2 separate regions of the Mus musculus genome follow, and region 1 is linked to region 2. A link is a contact called in public Hi-C data. All regions are on one chromosome and are shown on one strand. The core of a region is the stretch at or near the end of the contact, and the rest is flanking DNA. Distances in the headings are between cores, read along the strand shown. Region 1 has its middle 48 kb from the start of Gm25830. Region 2 has its middle 81 kb from the start of Tenm3.

What was found. Hi-C and Micro-C count contacts between places; a contact is called where the count stands out from the background.
Region 1: a Hi-C map of liver shows a contact between it and region 2, with 1.9 times the contacts expected there. The contact joins two enhancer-like sites. A contact is called at or near these places in 3 of 484 Hi-C or Micro-C datasets (all in liver), 3 of 115 datasets of contacts at active chromatin or transcription factors (embryonic stem cells and hepatocytes) and 1 of 9 other capture datasets (embryonic stem cells).

The regions. Positions count from the first base shown.
Region 1 is chr8:49,005,129-49,007,828 of GRCm38.p6, reverse strand. It overlaps a transcript of Tenm3 not described here. Among named protein-coding and RNA genes, the nearest start is that of Gm25830, 48 kb to the right of the region's middle. Within about 2 kb of position 1,383, at least 4 of the 459 cell types and tissues checked have an H3K27ac peak or open chromatin away from gene starts, as enhancers often do. A contact at or near this core is called in hepatocytes and liver, where this site is marked.
Region 2 is chr8:48,753,876-48,756,575 of GRCm38.p6, reverse strand. It overlaps a transcript of Tenm3 not described here. Among named protein-coding and RNA genes, the nearest start is that of Tenm3, 81 kb to the right of the region's middle. Within about 2 kb of position 1,390, at least 33 of the 459 cell types and tissues checked have an H3K27ac peak or open chromatin away from gene starts, as enhancers often do. A contact at or near this core is called in hepatocytes and liver, where this site is marked.

The sequences.
Region 1 (2,700 bases), core at 134-2,633, 250 kb before region 2:
GTATAGCCCAAAGTTAAGTCCTCCGATGAACTGTATATATTAAATCCAAGCCTCCATCTTCAAAGGCCTCTAGCAGTAGAGGGAACACCAAGATGAAAGGCCTGATGAAGGGAAATAATTAAAACTTAATGGATGCTTGTTGTATAAGTAGGTGCAAAGGAAAAAAAATGATCATTTTAGGTATTCACAAGGAATTTCTAAAGAGTTTTGTGTCTCATAAGTAATTAATTTGGGGTGGTTAGCACTCATAGGTGACCCCTAAAAGACCGTGGGTCAAGGCTAAGTACCCAGCTCTCTCTTCTGTTATGGTTGATGACTATTTGATACTCCATGGAAGAAAAAGTCACTAAATCCAAGAAAACTAGAGAAGAGCTGACCTCCCCAGAAATGTTCTGTGAATTGATTCAGACTAGTGCCGTGATCTTTGGATTTTTCTCTTTTTCTGAGATCTCTCCTGAAATCCCTCAGGAAGGATTGGCCATGATATATTCTTTTGGGTTGGGGATAGACTGATTAAGACCTTTGGCTGCAGGGTTTCAGAAATCACAAGCACATCTCACCTTAGGTGGTAGCCACACAGGCTTTTCCTCCCACTTCAGCAAAAGTGATGTGTAGACACAGGATTTCAGAGTGGTAGATTTAGCTTTCGGGGCTCCAATCTGCAGTAAGCAACCCTATCTCATCACTGGGAGCTAGTCTCATCTGTGTGCATCAGGCAGGGGATTTGAGCTTGAGCAAGTATTTGCATGTACATTCTGGGTGAGGGAAAGCTCCCCCGTGTTCTTTCTGGTCGTCATTCATTGTCTGGACGGGACAGGAGCATCACACCTTTCCAACCCGGTCATCCTCCATCAATCAGGCTCTTCCTCTTCCCCACCCCCAAAACACTGAATTCCTTAAGGAAGCTCAGAGAAAAGTGGTCGTTCTGACATCATGATCGTGTGAATGGCGTTGTTTTCATTTCATCTGTAGGGTGTTACTTGTTTTGTTTTACATGCTTGGCTGAATATTGCCAACATATGACAGGCACCAGCAGGAAGTCAGCTGTGAAACCGACATTTGTCACAGGTGAGAGCGTAAACATAGACAGGGGTGGGGGTGAGGGAGAACCAATGTTAACACAACAAACATGAAAATTAAGACAAAAAGAGAGAGAGACTAGAGTGAGGCCTTGATTGGTTGAGTATCGTGTGTCTCTTATCTGACCTGCCAGACTCTGGCTGGAAGAAGCTCACTCTAACTATATAAATGTTCTTCAGCCTTTCGCATGATCATCTGAGATCTCTGAGCTCACGAAACCAAAACAGAGGCTGTTAGAGAGCTGGCAGACTCTAAGCTGGTTAAAGATAAAACTCTCCGGGTTGAGGGAAAGGCTCGGTTGGGAAAGTGCTGGCCCTCCAGCAGTGGAGATCAAAGTTCAAGCCCCAGGATGCCAGCCAAAATGCTAGGCATAGGGGTGTTGACTTTTCAGCCAACCTGTGCAGATCTTGTCTGCTGGACCAGGGAATATGAGGATCTAAAAGAACAGGGTGAAGTACGGTCTGATGCTTAGACAAACTCACTTCAGTTTCAGTGTTCTTTCACACACACACACACACACACACACACATATGTGACAAAGGAAGTAAGAATCCAAGGAAGGTTATGTGAGTTCAGACAAACATGGTCAGAAAAAAAAAAAAAAAACATGTAAATAAATATAGGTTAGCATATACTAAATATCAACAGAGCAGCCCTTCCCCAGAACTTTCTCAGAACAGACCAATTTTAATACAATTACCTGGCAAGTACTCTAAATTATATCTGGGAAAACACAGAGGCAAAGCAGAAGGCCATATCCTGATTCAGGATATAATGACCAGAGTGGGCACTATAGCTATTTTCTGACATCCAACAAGAATAAACATGTCTTGTCAATTGAAGGCACATGCTTAACACAGGAGACATGAAATCACATCCAAAAGCAATCCAAGGAACAAAGTGCTCCTGAGGTAAAAGGCCCTCTGCCCTTTCTCCAGAGCCTCTCCCACAGTTCCCCAAAGCATCATTCACCATCCATCATTCTTTTCACCGTGTTCCAACCGGGGCCCAAAAGATGACCATCCCAGCAGTGAGGAGACAGAAGTTGGGGTTCCCAGGCTAGGAGGCCTAGCCTAATTGGTAAGCTCCAGGCCAATGGAAATACCTGTCACCAAGGAGGCTTCCTAAGGATGACAACCAAAATGTCCTCTGGTTTCCATGCACTGTGTGCACACTTATGTGCACCTGGCTATGCGTGAGTAAGTGCACATAGCCATAATCACACATAAAAATGATCGAAAATCAAATTCTCCCATTTAAGGATCTTAAATTCTATTCAATGTTCATAGTCACTAAGTGAGTTGTGAAATTTAATTGCAAGCCTATAAACATAAACTCAATTGCATAGCTAAGTGGATCACACAGCAGAGAAATAAATATATGGCTGTTTTTGTTCAGTCCTGTCAGGGTACCACACCATCATCTGACCTGGCACAAAATAACTAACAACAGCCAACACACACATGTTTAAATTTCTCTGATTATCTCCAAAAGTAAAACGCCGTTGTGTTCTTAATTCGTTAAGTTGGGATCACATAAGTGTCTCACAACCCACTTTCTCCCATGTGTCCTCTGAGCTTCAATACCCTTCCCTTTTAAATGGTAGTTATTTGTTGATGA
Region 2 (2,700 bases), core at 141-2,640:
TGAGGTCTGCTCTGTATGGTTTGTGTTAATCTTAGATTTTATTGATGTTGAGAAAACAATAGGTATATGAAACATGACTTTTCATGCTATATAAAAACCAACCCCCTTCTACATCCTGTGCTGCCTTGATCGCAAAACACAAAACGGCAAATTTCACTGGCAAACAATTGGGTGCAAGTCTCCTTACTAAAGACCCAGAGCAGTGGGGGTCCCTCCTGGGCCAGGGACTCTCCAATGTCCACAGTCACCTAGCCCAAGCCAGTTCTGTGCTGCAGGAATGGGAGTGCCCCTTGCTAGAGACCCTGGGTTACAGGCCTCTGGAGAGTGTCTGGTTTTCATGCTAGGCATCTTTCTTTTCAGCAGATTCCAGAAGCATCTGAGTTTGATTTTCCAGTCTCTGTCTTCTTCTTCTTTGCTCTTCTCAGTATCAGCTTCCATTCACCAAATGTTTGGCTCTCTAGACTGTTTCCCAAAATTCCAGGCTCGCTCTGATCAGGTACTTACAAAGGTGCTGGTGTGAAAATGGCAATGGAGCAGATAAGCTTGCCCTCCTATAGAGATAATCCTGGAGTGGAGAGGAGTGGGGAGTAGTTATCTCTATACCAATAACCCCTTCTAACGATAACGAGTGTGCCTATTTTAAAATCTGGATCAGGACAACCTCAGTGTTGTTCTTAGCAATAGTTCATTAAATGTGGTATCAGTGTGTCCATTTGCTCGGGTTGCTAGCTCCTGGGCAGCTGCTTGCATTCTTGGCACAGGGACACAACCCTGGCAAGCAGTAGCAGGAGTTTCTGTCCAGAGGGTGATGTCCGGGCAGAAATGTCCCTGCTTTTCACTGCACGAGGACCTCTCAGCTGTTTCAAGAGTGAAACTACCATCCTAGAATAGCAGTGACGTAGAGCTGAGGGGTGCCAGCCACCCTTTGCTCTTTGTACTAGGGCTGGCCCTGTAACAGCTGGTGTTCGTACACATCGCTGGCCTCCCAGGTCTCCCGTGCACTGGCTCAGGCTCTGCAAAGTTCCAAAGAGTTGTTGAATGATACACAGCCTCAAAAGATCTGGGGGGCAGGAGGGGGAGAAAATAATAGCTGGAAACTACCCTGGATCAAATTGGCCAGCGTCCTGTCTGTTTTGCATAGTTTTGTGTGTGTATGTAATATGCATTTCAAATAGTTCGCTTGAACTCTCCTGCTAGCTGAAAGTGCAATTAAACACCCCCAATTCAGAATTTCTCATTCCTTGAACCACAGGTATATTCAGCAGTTTTGTTTGGTCTTATTTGAGGTGTCTAAAGGAATTAATTGTTGGTAGCTTGCATATAAATGTTCATTCCAAGATAGGCTCTGCAGCGTTGCTGGCCTTTGGTCTGAAAGGGCTTAGCATTTCATCATTATTCAGCACTATGGCTCTCCCCTCTGCCCTGGCTCCATTGCTGGACTTGTAAAGAGTGCAGACTAGGGTAGCCCTTCATTGCAGACTAAGCACAATTAAAGAAAAGAGGGAAAAAGTACCCTAGAACCTGTCACCACCGTGGTTAGACCAGATTTATAGGAGCTTCAGCAAATGGTCTATTGTATGCCTTTCACCTATGCCAAGAAGATGGTTGGTTGTCCATTAAAGACATTCTAGATACCATTATCTCTGAAGTATAGGGGGGGATGGGATTTCAGGGGGAGGAGTACCTCCATGTGTCATCTTAGCATCTCCTTCGAATAAGCCAAGTCAGGAACACCCAGAAATTGCTACCCGTGACCCAAATCCCAAGGTACCTTCTCTGTTATCAGCTTACGGATTAGAAGGATGTCAGGCAATGTGGGAGATTCCTACATAGCTGCTGCTAGAGTTCTCGGCAGAAGGACATGTGACCAGCCTCGCTACATGTTCTACTGGTGGCATAGTTCATCACAGAGCAGGCCGCTCGCTCACCAGTCACATATTTCTCTGCATTACATGTTAATTTGACCCAGGATGCTGACTGCCATGTATGTTATAATTTCAGGGGGGAAAAAAAGTATATTCCAAATCCCTGAATAACTACCTTAAAAACAGACTTCTGAAATACAAACTGTTTGTAAGTTGTGGCCCACCTGTGTTTGGCAGTCCAGTATTCATTCTTTCAAATTTTTATTCTTCTTTTTCTTGTTTGTTTGTTTGATTGATTGATTGATTTTCGAGACAGGGTTTCTCTGTATAGCCCTGGCTGTCCTGGAACTCACTCTGTAGACCAGGCTGGCCTCGAACTCAGAAATCCGCCTGCTTCTGCCTCCCAAGTGCTGGGATTAAAGGTGTGCGCCACCACCGCCCTGCAGTTTTATTCTTCTTATGGAAAAATCCCCCTGTAAACTTAGTCAGAGTTTTGGTTCTTTGCCTAACAGATATTTCCTTTGTTCTCTGGTCGTATACTTGCCAGTACCTAGGTCACTCATACAGGTTATTTCTAAGCATTAATATCTTCCCATTTTAGTGAAATGTTTTTGGGTAAATCCTTTACCAAGGGACAGTATTCTAGGTGACAAGAAGGCTTCACCCTCCCCTCCCTACCCCCCATTATGCAATGTGTCACTTAGGAAGGAGCAATTGTCTCTTCTTCAAGAAGGTACACAGGCCTGCAAGGTCTGCTAGAAATCCCCTAGACTCTCTGGGGTGCAGTCACAGGCTTTTGATTCAGCTATCTGAAATGATTTAGTCTTGATGTAGC